2 separate regions of the Sus scrofa genome follow, and region 1 is linked to region 2. The links are chromatin contacts, called in public HiChIP or PLAC-seq maps. All regions are on one chromosome and are shown on one strand. The core of a region is the stretch at or near the end of the contact, and the rest is flanking DNA. Distances in the headings are between cores, read along the strand shown. Region 1 holds the start of ATXN2L (ataxin-2-like protein). Region 2 holds the start of KIF22 (kinesin family member 22).

Evidence for each region. HiChIP or PLAC-seq counts read pairs in DNA pulled down with a chosen protein or histone mark.
Region 1: an H3K27ac HiChIP or PLAC-seq map of alveolar macrophages shows a contact between it and region 2. The contact joins the promoter of ATXN2L here to the promoter of KIF22 in region 2. A contact is called at or near these places in 1 of 47 Hi-C or Micro-C datasets (epiblast stem cells) and 1 of 2 datasets of contacts at active chromatin or transcription factors (alveolar macrophages).

What each region holds. Positions count from the first base shown.
Region 1 is chr3:18,504,051-18,510,302 of Sscrofa11.1, forward strand. ATXN2L (ataxin-2-like protein) reads left to right here and starts at 2,042. Exons shown (of 21, transcript XM_021088041.1): 1 at 2,042-2,876; 2 at 4,371-4,407; 3 at 4,623-4,679; 4 at 4,760-4,831; 5 at 5,624-5,774; 6 at 6,118-6,242. The coding sequence starts at 2,575.
Region 2 is chr3:18,021,060-18,027,263 of Sscrofa11.1, forward strand. KIF22 (kinesin family member 22) reads left to right here and starts at 2,045. Exons shown (of 14, transcript NM_001243019.1): 1 at 2,045-2,137. The coding sequence starts at 2,083.

The DNA of each region.
Region 1 (6,252 bases), core at 792-3,291, 480 kb after region 2:
GTTGAATAAAGTCAAGGTATGTTGTATAAATGAGAGTTTAACGAGGCTGAAACTTAGCAGAGTTTGGGAGCAGGATGAGGTGGGCGAGACAGAAGTGCCCATAATGAGGCCAGCTGGAGAGGTGGCATAGCATCAGGTGGTATAGGTCATGTCAGGAAAAAACTGGACTGTGTTATTTAGTTAAGTCTTTTTAGGGTCGCACCCACAGCATATGGAGGTTCCCAGGCTAGGGGTCCAATTGGAGCTTAGCCTCTGGCCTACACCACAGCCACAGCAACGCCAGATCCCAGCTATATCTGTGACCTACACCACAGCTTATGGCAATGCGGATCCTTAACCCACTGAGCGAGGCCAGGGATCAAACCTTTGTCCTCATGGATGCTAGCCAGATTCGTTTCTGCTGAGCCAAGACAGGAACTCCTGGACTGTGTTATTTAGACATCCAGGAGACATAGTCCTGGATCCATTCACCTCACAGGTATTTAATTGACTGCCTGCATGGTGCTAGGTCTTGCAGAAGGAGCTGTGAATAAGAGCAAGATTCCAATTGTTAGGAGCTGACACCAGCAGGAAGACAGAATGAAAACCACTCATAGAATGAAGCTGGGAAAATTGCTGGGCAAACACACAGGAAGGGAACCTAACACTCTCAAAGCTAGGAGTCAGGCGGGATGAAGGAACACTACCCAAGAGCAAGGCAGACTTTGAGTGAAGTGTGTGCCTGTTTAGGGGAGAAATGAAAGCTGCAAGAGTCCCAATGCTGATGTCTGGAGTGAAGAGAGAGAAAGACACTGGAAGTTTATCTGGGATTGAAACCACAGACTCATCACTCCTCCACTCTATTTTCCACACTGCAAAGGGTAATCTTTTAAAAATTGAACCGGTTCTATCCCCGGCCCAGTACAGTGGATTAAGGATATGGCGTTGCCTCAGCTGTGGCGTAGGCTGCAGCTGTGGCTAGGATTTGATCCCATATGCTGCAGGTGTGGCCGTTAAAAAAAAAATAAAGTTCATTAAAAAAATGTAAATCTGGGAGTTCTTGTGATTCAACAGGTTAAAAATCCAACTAGTGGGAGTTCCCATCTTGGCTCAGCAGTTAACAAACCCGACTAGTATCCATGAGGATGCTGGTTCAATCCCCGGCCTCACTCAGTGGGTTAGAGAACTTGGCATTGCTGCAAGCAGTGTTGTAGCTCACAGATGTGGCTCTGGCCTGGTGTTGCTGTGGCCACTGCTTTGAGGATTATGCTCATGTCTCCTTAATATCTGGTCCCACGTTACTTAATTTTCCAGTTTCCTTTTTCAACCTCCTCCCTCTTTAATTTCATACTCCAGACATGCTGAAGTTTTCCTAACTTGTCACATCCTATGCCCCCTGCCTAGAAACCCATCACCCAGTGCTGAATTAGATGTCATTCCTATCTACTCTTAGTGCCCCGTGCTTCACCTAAGAGATCTAATTGTCTGAATCTACCACTAGTTTAAACTCCTTGACAAGGGCAGGAAGTAATTTCATTACAGTTATATCGAAAACACCTAGCCTAATGTCCTAATGACCAACTAATTTGAATGAATGAAGGCTACCTTCCTTGTCGAGTGGGGTGGAGGATTTTGAACTAGACTCTAGGAACTTTGGCCTTCAGACAGTCTCTTTGCTGCTAGTTTAAGAGTCCCGTTCCAGGGCGTGGAGAAATTACTATATTGAAAACCATATAATATAATTTAGAATTAGGCAGATATTTATCTCCAAACTGCTATCTTTAACGCCTATCAGGCTTTTATGTAAATCAGATAAGCTCCGAGAGTAGCTCCCCACGAAACTACCACCAGCTTCAGCGAAGTCCCGGGTCTACTCTCGGGATTTTTTTTTTTTTGCACTCAAGACTCCGCCCACAGGCCCCCGAATGGCGGAAGAACTGCACGCTACGTCGTGACTTCTCACAAGACTGCGGAGGCATCCCGACGCTACGCCGGCGGCGTAGGCGGGGCGGCCGGCTCTTCCTTCCTCTCTGCTGCTTCGGCTCCTCCCCCAGCGCTTCACACGCTCATTGTGAAGCGACAGCGGCCGGCAGTCTTCTGGGCTGCTTGAGATCTAGAGACCCTAAATCCTTGGCGCGCGTGAGCGCCCGCGCTGCTCCTCTCCCACTCCAAAGGCTAGAGGCGCGAGATTCACCTTTCTTTATTCCCTCCTCTGTCGCCCGGAGCTAACCGCCCCGGTGCGCTCGGACATCTCGCGCCGACGCTCCCTCCTCCCCGCCCCTCCCCCTTCGGGAGCTCCCGCCCGGGCGCTCCTCCCCCTCCCTTTTCCCCGGCGACGCGCACGCGCGCCAAGCCGGCTCGCGCCCTCTCGCTTTCCTCCGGCCCGCGAGACCCCCTCCCCTTCCGCCTCGCGGCGCTTCCTCGCGCCGCGGTCTTCTCTATCCACCCCCGACACCGCGGGGCTCGCCCCCGCCCGCCAACGGCGGGTCCCCAGCTTCCCAGTCCACCTCGCTTCCCGCGCTCTCCGGCGGGGCCCCAGCCCCGGCCTCCTCTCTCCCTCCCTTCCCCCTAATTCCCTTTCCGGACGCTGCCATCATGTTGAAGCCTCAGCCGCCACAACAGACCTCCCAGCCCCAGCAGCCGCCCCCCACGCAACAGGCCGTGGCCCGACGGCCTCCTGGGGGCACCAGCCCTCCCAACGGCGGCCTCCCGGGGCCCCTGGCCTCCACCTCGGCTCCCCCAGGGCCTCCCGCGGCCGCTTCCCCCTGCCTAGGGCCTGCAGCCGCTGCCGGGAGCGGACTCCGCCGGGGAACCGAGGGCATCTTGGCGCCACAGCCGCCGCCGCCGCAGCAGCAACATCAGGAGAGGCCAGGGGCAGCGGCCATCGGCAGCGCCAGGTGAGAACGTGTGGGTTTCCGGGCGCCGGAGCCAAGGTGGCCGAGACCTGTACACCGCGCGAGGCAGACCTCTAGCCTCTGGCCACCTTTGAGGGACGCCAGGGGGAGTGGGGAAATCCCGTGGAGCTGGGGGTGGGCCCTTCAGGTTCTAACAGGTCGGAGGAAAGCCTCCGCGGCTAGCCACCGGGACATTGAGGGTGCGCGCTCAGCTCTGAGCGACCAGTCACTGCTCGGGGCTTGGGCCTTAAGGGCAGGCAGGGCGCATCCCGCCAGCGGCGTCGGAACGAGTTGGGGGGGTGAAGAGGTGATAGGGGTCCCCGGCTCCATTACCACGAAGGGTCTCGCGGTCCGGAGCTTCAGCCAATGGGGAGTCAGCTGCGGGAAGGGGTCCCTGGCCGTAGCCAATGGAGGGGGGCGCGCGGCCCACAGTTTGGCCAATGGGGAGGGAGGGACTTGGGAGCGAGTTGCTACCTCCCCCTTCCCAGTCCGGCCAGTAGGAATGGAGCAGAGTGGGCGGGGGGGACGGAAGGAGGGACAAAACTGGGAGGACTGCGGGCCGGGAACCTCCAGCGCGCGCGCGCGCGCTTCCCGTACGTGCGCGCGGATGCTCAGTCTTATGACCCGGCCATTCTCGAGCCCCGGGTAACATAGAGGGCAGCTGCCGGGAGTGTGCTTGGACGGGTTCGCCGGGTGTTCTTGGATGAGTGGTGGACACCCCACTGTGTTTCTTCTGTTTGTGGGTTTATAGAATTGAGAGTGGAGGTACACGCAGGCGCAGTGGGTTGTGATCGCGGGAGGGGGGATTTTGAAGAGGCCCTAGGGCTTTAGTGCGCAGGCGCAGACCGGGCGAGGCCTCCCGGTGGAGAGCTTTTGCGGCTGCGCTGTCCCCCAGCCCCGCCAACGGCCCCCTGATCGTCCTCTTCAACCGACGGTTACATCAGCCAGCGAGGAGCAGGGTTACCAGGCGATTGGTGACCCCTTCCAGAGTGGGTAATAGGCTGAATGAGTAAAGAGATCGAGAGGGTGGATTGTAGAGGGAGTACCCCTCCTGCCAGGGTTTAGGGCGCAAGGCTACGGGAAATGATGGTCTTTTCTGTTGGGGAGGTAATAAATGCATGCCTGATCTAGGTACTCACTCTGTGAGCTTCTATCTTTACATCTGGGGTGGGCTGTTAGTTATCAAATATTATAGCATTTGTCTGTTGGAAGCATGCAGCCCTGGCCCTCTTGGAGAAAGTGAAAAGGTTGTGTTGAATTGGCTTTTGACAACCCTTGATGACTGAGGTCTGTTTTGCTGGCAATTGGAGGAAATGGCTTTTAATGTCCTTCTTGCTCTGAAGGTGAGATCTTGAAAGTAGTGTTGATTAATTGGTTTGTAGCCTAAGTGATTATCTTTACATGATATATGGTTCTAACATACCAGGTCCTTTGAAATCAATGGTACAAAAAGGATTGAGCATGAAATAACTAGCTCCTTGTTTCCTTTTCTTATAGAGGACAAAGCACAGGAAAGGGACCCCCACAGTCACCGGTGAGTGCCTTCTCCCCCTCACCCAAGGCACAGAGACCTAAAAGATGCACGGATGGGGATGTAGGGCAGATAAGGTGCAACAATAGTCAGATTGGTTGGGAATAGCAGGGGGCCCAGCACATATAAGGTGGATATTAGTGGACTGTGGGCATTTAGAAGGAAGGTGAGATGTTGACTGGCTGTTCCTTTATTTGTCTCTCCTTTGTTACTGACAGGTGTTTGAGGGTGTCTACAACAATTCCAGAATGCTGCATTTCCTTACAGCTGTTGTGGTAAGTGGGTACCTAAACTCTTAGGAATGTAATGCATCCGTTTGCTGGAGGCACTCGTCCTTATTTTCCCGCTCTTTCAGGGCTCTACTTGTGATGTAAAGGTGAAGAATGGTACCACCTATGAAGGTATCTTCAAGACACTGAGCTCAAAGGTCAGTGTACTCAAACTGGCTTATTTTTGGAGAGCACGCCAATGCTAACCACTAGACCACCTGGGAGTGTTGAGTTAGTTTCTTTTTAGAGTTGGCATGGGAGGAAGTGGAGGAGAGTGAAATAGGCTCATTGAAGATGTAAAATGAGTGGGGTTGGCCAACTTTGTGCCTGTTGCAGAATAGTGCTACATGGAATTAAAAGGCATGGGTTCAAGGAGTTCCCGGGTGGCCTAACAGTTAAGGATCTGGCATTGTCACTGCAGTGGCAAGAGTTCGATCCTTGGCCCAGGAACTTCCAGATGCTGCAGGCATGGCCAAAAAAAAAGGGTTTGAAATTTGGGGGTGGTGTCTTTTTAGGGTCACACCTGCAGCACTTGGAAGTTCCCAGGCCAGGTGTCATATCTGAGCTATAGCTGTTGGCCACAGCAATGCCAGATCGGAGCCTCATCTTCCACCTACACCACAACTCACAGCAACGCCGGATCCTTAACCCACTGAGGGAGGCCAGGGACAAACCCCTGTCCTCATGGGTATTGGTTGGGTTCATTACCACTGAGCCACAGTGGGAACTCTGAGGGCTGGTATTCTTGGATATTAAAATGCTCAAATTTTTAAAATGTGACTTTGTAAAGATTTTTGCTGAATAAGTTCCATGGCTGATGTCGAGAAGACAGTTCCTGTGAGAAGGTGTGTGGGGGAAAGTTTAAAAAGGATAAGATAAAAGTAGTCCTATTTTTGCCTTTACATTTCTTGATACTGACTCATGTGTGTTGGTGAATGGAACTTTTATAGTTTGAACTGGCAGTAGACGCTGTGCACCGGAAAGCATCTGAGCCAGCAGGTGGCCCTCGTCGGGAAGACATTGTGGACACCATGGTGTTTAAGCCAAGTGATGTCATGCTTGTCCACTTCCGAAATGTCGACTTCAATTATGCTACTAAAGGTATTTATTGGACCAGACTGTTAGGTCAGATCCATTTCTTGGGTAAAGAGCAGAGAACAGTTACACGGTGAATCTTCTCCCTGTTCCTCTGTATCCCCTTCCTTTATTTCTCAGGAAGATGGCTAGGGTTTCTTCTCGAGGGTGTGTCTTGACGTTTTAAGATACAGTGGAGTGAATTCCAGCCTGTGTTGTGGTTCTTTGTACTTCCCTTGCCTTGTTTGCAGACCACCTCCCAGACTCTTGACACATACAAACTTTTTGCTCGGATGGGGAGGTGTGGGGGGTGTTGGAGGAAAGGCTATGAAATATCACCTGACTCTTGATCTTCAATCTGCTCCAACAGACAAGTTCACTGATTCAGCCATTGCCATGAATTCCAAGGTGAATGGGGAGCACAAAGAGAAGGTGCTTCAGCGCTGGGAGGGGGGCGACAGCAACAGCGATGACTACGACCTCGAGTCTGACATGGTACAGTCTT
Region 2 (6,204 bases), core at 795-3,294:
CCACAAGGGAAGTCAGACTTTATTATTTTAGATTCCACCTATAAATGATACCATGCAGTATCAGTTTTGCTCTCAAGACTTGTAATTGACTAGATAAGGAATATCCAGGATAATGTCACTTATTTAAAGTCAAAGGCCTGTAGACAGTCACCAGGTCTACAAAATATCTTCACAGCAATACCTAGATCAGTTTAATGAAATACTATACTATAGTTTAGCCCAAGAGACACATGAACTACCTGTTGCACCTGATTAAACCTAAGAGGGCTGAGGTGGGGATTCTGGATAATGACAGGGAGTAAAGGAGTTTGCTGACCAGTCAGGTAAATGGATTACTGAGTAATAGTGGGAACCTCACTGTCAAAGGTCAGAATGAGTTGACAGTGTACTGCACAGGGACTTAGGAAACTGAAGTTCTAGCTCTGCTCAGGTATATGACCTCAGCCAAATCTCTTAACCTCTTTAGATTTCAATTATCCCACCCCCCCCTTTTTTTTTTTGCCTTTGCCGCTCCCACGGCATATGGAGGTTCCCAGGCTAGGGGTCGAATCGGCACTCTAGCCGCCAGCCTACGCCAGAGCCACAGCAACATGGGATCCGAGCTGAGTCTGCAACCTACACCACAGCTCACGGCAACGCTGGATCCTTAACCCACTGAGCAAGGCCAGGGACCGAACCGGCAACCTCATGGTTCCTAGTTGGATTCGCTAACCACTGCGCCACAAGAACTCCTCAATTACCCCTTTGTAAAATAAGCTTAATTTGGTCAAATGCTCTCTAAAGCCTGTCACACCTAGAAATCTGAATTCTGGACTTCCTTTGTGCCACAGTGGGTTAAGGATCCCACATTGTTACTGCTGTGACCAGAGCAATGCATTAATAAATATTTTCAACTTGTATTTATTTCTAACACAGTAAATGTGGATTGATAAAAATCAGAAGATATTTGGGGTCTCAATTTTTAAGAATGTAAAGGGATTTCAAGGCCCTCCCCAAAATATTAGAACCAGTGGTCCAATATTTGTTTTGTTTAGTTTATTATAGTTTGACATAATGTCTAAACCAGGGCCTTACCAGGAGCTCAAAGATGGGATGGTCACGCCTGGTTAAGCTCCAGAAGGGATAGGGAACTATTTTACAGATGACTGAACTCGTAGGACATGGGCGAAGTTGACTAACAGATTGAGCATGACTTTCACGCCCACTCCGCCGCCTAGAGCTCTGTTACAAAGGAAGGGACATCCCAGCTGGGATCCTCAGCTCAGGCATGTGACATAAAGGGACACACATGTCACCTGGCCTCTGCACCTCATATAGTGGCTTTGGAATCAGCAGGACCTAACTGTCCACAACCCAGCCAGCAGGGTCCTGATCTAAATAAGTGACCAGACGTTAAAGCACCGTTGACTGGCCCCCCGAGGTCAAGTCCGGAAAGCCACAAAAGGATCCCCTCCCACCAAGCTCGAGAATCAAATTCTGAGGCAAGAAAGTGTAAAACTGAAGATCACTACCAGTCGTTTAGAATAATCCCATGCCCATGCATCTTTCTTATCCCTATAGTGTGCCATATTCTGCCACGAAAACAGCGAAAACTGTATTTAGTTCAGAGAAATTTTCGGATAAATCGATTAACTATCTCGGAACACCGTCTGCTTGATTTCGTACCAAAAGTCGCAGTTTGAGAGGGGAAAAAAACAAAAAACAAAAAACAAAAAAACCGAGGCGAAATGTCTACACCTAAGATAAATCTACGCCTCGAAACCCAGAAGGTAAAAAGAGCCGGGGGCTGGCGACGCTCACCAGCACCCCCGACGGCCACTGTCGCAAACGCCTCCGGCGGCAGCGGAGTTTGCGCGGGAGGGCCTGCCCGACGTCAACGGCCGGGGAGCGGATGCGCGCGCATGCGTTCTCGGCCCAGGGAAACTTTCTTGCAGAACCCGGAGGCGAGCCCTAGAGGGCGGGATAGCGGCGAGGCACTAGAAGGGGCTTCCGGCGGCAAGTAGCCGTGATTGGTGGAGCCCAGGAGAGGGGGCGGGGCAGTGAGAAATTCGAACAGAGAGGCGGGCCCAAGGAGGGAGTGGAATGGACGCGGGGCTCCCGGCGCGGAGGCGACGCGAGATGGCGGCGGCGACCTCGGGTACTCGAGCCTGGGCAGGGCGGGGTGCCAGAGTCTGGAGCTTTGTGGGGCGACGCGTCCCAGTCGGGTCCGGGCCCCGCGAGTAGTCCGGGAGACGCCGGAATGGCGCGGCAGCGGGGAGGGGAAAGTGGGAGTGTGGAAGTCTCAGGCTGGTGCCTTCTCACTGTTTCCTGCTCTCGGCGCGGATCAATAGACCGGGGTTGAGACCCAGTTCCGGTGCACTTTTGAGCCTAGCGCCTTTTTCCTCAGGGAGCTTTAGTTTTGTCTGTGAAGTGGGGACAGTGACCCATCTGAGAAGATTACATGAGTAAGCGAGCGAAAAATAGCTACTACTCCAACTGTAAGGACAAAAGAAAGGGAGCTGGATGCGTCTTTGGGGAAAGAGCCCGTGTGTGACATGTTGTTTGGGTGCGGGGAGATCCCTCAGAGAGGCAAGAGTTTCAGACAGGCTGCAGCTGGGTGTGAATTGTTGGCATAAGATGTGCTGAGATCACCGAAAAGGGAAAGAAGGGGTTGTTTCCTTTCCCTCCAGCCGTGGAAGTCAGTACTCTTTTTAGGGTTGGGAAGGCTTTTAGGACATTCAGAATCTTGCTCTCTGCTCTCTTCTTGTAGACTGAATTCTGGTTAGTGATTATAGCGGGTACCACGGATATTTGAGTCTCTTACTGTTTGTCAGGCCCCGTGGAGAAACAAACCTATTTAGTAGAATGTCAAACACATGTTGCAGCCTTGCTTGGTGCCAGGCACAGCTGGAAACACTTTATGCTGATGAATTATTTAATCTCCTCAATGCGGTGAGGTGGGTCTGTTACTGCCTTGTGTTTTTGGTTTTTTTTTTACTTTTTTTTTATTACTCAAATGAATTTATCACATCTGTAGTTGTATAATGATCATAACAATCTGATTTCACAGGATTTCCATCCCACAGCCCAAGCACATCCCCCCACCCCCCAAACTGTCTCCTCCAGAGACCATACGTTTTTCAATGTCTGTGCGTCAGCATCTGTTCTGCAAAGAAGTTCAGTCTGTCCTTTTTTCAGATTCCACATGTCAGTGAAAGCATTTGATGTTGGTGTCTCATTGTATGGCTGACTTCACTTAGCATGATAGTTTCTAGGTCCATCTATGTTGCTAAAAATGCCGGTATTTCATTCTTTTTAATGGCTGAGTCATATTCCATTGTGTATATGTACCACATCTTGATCCACTCCTCTGTCGATGGACATTTAGGTTGTTTCCATGTCTTGGCTATTGTAAATGGTGCTGCAATGAACATCGGAGTCCATGTGTCTTTGGGAGTCGTGGTTTTCTCTGGATAGATGCCCAGGAGTGAGATTGCTGGATCAAATGGTAGTTCCATGTTTAGTTTTCTGAGGAATCTCCATACTGCTTTCCACCGTGGTTGCACCAATTTACAATCCCACCAACAGTGTACTAGGGTTCCTTTTTCTCCACACCCTCTCCAGCACTTATTGTTTGTAGACGTTTTGAGGATGGCCATTCTGGCTGGTGTAAGGTGGTACCTCAGAGTGGTTTTGATTTGCATTTCTCTAATAATGAGTGATGTTGAACATCTTTGCATGTGTTTCTCGGCCATCTGTATGTCTTCTCTGAAGAACTGTCTGTTTAGATCTTCTGCCCATTTTTGGATGGGGTTGTTTGTTTTTTGGTATGGAGCTGCAGAAGTTGTTTGTAAATTTTGGAGATCAATTCCTTGTCAGTTGATTCACTTGCAAAGATTTTCTCCCATTCTGTGGGTTGTCTTTTCATTTTGTTTAGGGTTTCCTTTGCTGTGCAGAAACTTTTAAGTTTGATTGGGCCCCATTTGTTTATTTTTGTTTTTATTGTCAATACTCTAAGAGGTGGATCTGAGAAGATGTTGCTGTCTTTTACGTCAGAGAGTGTTTGGCCTATGTTTTCCTCTAAGAGTTTTATAGTGTCTGGTCTTATATCTAGGTCTTTAATCCATTTGGAGTTTATTTTTGTGTATGGTGTCAGGGGAGTGTTCTCATTTCATTCTTTTCCATGCGGCTGTCCAGTTTTCCCAGCACCACTTATTGAACAAGCTGTCCTTTCTCCATTGTCTATCCTTGCCTCCTTTGTCATAGATTAGTTGGCTGTAGGTGCGTGTTACTGTCTTGTTTTACAGATGAAGAAACTGAGCCATAGATGAGTTTAAAATCTTGCTTAGGGAGCCCCCACTGTGGATTAGTGGTAATGAACCTGATTAGTATCCATGAGGACGTGGGCTTGTGGGTTTGATCCCTGGCCTCGCTCAGTGGGTTAGGGATCCTGCGTTGCCAGAAGCTGTGGTGTAGGTCGAAGATGCTGCTTGGATCCTGCGTTGCTGTGGCTCTGGTGTAGGCCAGCAGCTACAGCTCCAATTGGACCCCTGGCCTGGAACTTCCATATGCCGCACGTGCAGCCCTATAAAAGCAAAAAGCAAAAAAAAAACCAAAAAAGCAAAAAACTTGCTCAAAGTTGGGAGTTTCCACTGTGGCGCAGCAGGATCAAGGTTGTCTTTGCAGCAGCTCCGGCTGCTTCAGAGCAACAGGTTCGATCACCCGCCTGTGCAGTGGGTTAAGGATCCAGCATTGTTGCACCTGTGGCTATGATTCCATCCCTGGCCTGGGAACTTACATATGACACTGGGCTGCCAAAAAAAAAAAGGGCAAAAAAAACCTTGCTTAACGTTAACACACAAACCCAACTGGTATCCATGAGTACGCGGCTTCGATCCCTGGCCTCGCTCAGTGGGTTAAGGGTCTGGCGTTGCCGTGAGCTGTGGTGTAGGCCTCCAGCTGTAGCTCTGATTCGAGCCCTAGCCTGGGAACTTTCATATGCCCTGGGTGCAGCCCTAAAAAACAAAACAAAAAAAATTATGCCCAGCACATGATATTTACTCTGTCTGAGCACAACCTCCCCTCACCCTTCCAAGATCTACTGTGTCTGGTACATAGTAGTTTTCATAAAAATGCTTGAATATAGAGTTCCCGTTGTGGCTTAGTGGTAATGAACCTGACTATATCCATGAGGATGCAGGTTCGATCCCTGGCCTTGCTCAGTGGGTTAAGGATCTTGCGTTGCTGCGAGCTGTGGTGTAGGTTGAAGATGTGGCTTGGATCCCATGTTGCTGTGACTGTGGTGTAGGCCAGCAGCTGCAGCTCCAATTTGACCCCTAGCCTGGGAACCTCCATATGCTGCAGGTGCAGCCCTAAAAAGACCAAGAAATGAGAATAAAAATTACTTGAATGAATATTGTCACTTCCCTAGAGAAGCTTATAGTCTGTTTCAGTAGATAGTCATGTAAATATATTGAAAAGCAATAAGAGATATGTATAAGCTGCTATAGGGAGTGCAGAATCTAAGATAAACCCTTGGTTATTCTAGGAAGACTACATTAGGGAAATGAGAGTTGAGGTGAATTTCAAAGGTTGGCGTTTGCCAGGCCTTGGTGGGACCAAAAGACCACCAAATGATCGATTTATTTATGAGGTAAAAAGAGGCCAAAGACGCTCTCTTTGGCACAATTTCCTCATCAGTAAAAGAAAAAAGCTGAGTGGAAGTTGGGAATTATGGGAGAGGGGAAAATTAAAAGAAATCAGTGCTAGCTTCACCCGACCTCAAAGTTGCTTTCATGATGAAAGGGGCAGACTCTTGGACTGTCGGCAGCTGTGTGCCTGTGCCTCTCTTTCCCTGGACTCTGAGCTTTGGAGCATGAGTGCCAATGTTCTATGTTCGGTCCTTCATCAAATCTTAGTTTGTTCAGCAAATACTCTCTAAGAGCCTACTCTGTGCCAGATATTGGGAATGTAAAGGTGGGCCCAGTAAGACTTATTTTCACTGAGTTCATAGTTAAATGGAGAAGGCAGACACATAGGCAGTTATGGTGAAGTGTCATGAGTGCTTGGAGAGGCTCACCTAACAGAGCCTTTGGGGCAGTCATTTTACAAGGGAAGGGTTTTTGTTTGTTTGTTTGTTTTTGCCTTTTTGAGGGCAGCACCCGCAGCACATGGAGGTACCTAGGGTAGAGGGCAGTTGGAGCCACAGCCACAGCCACACCAGAT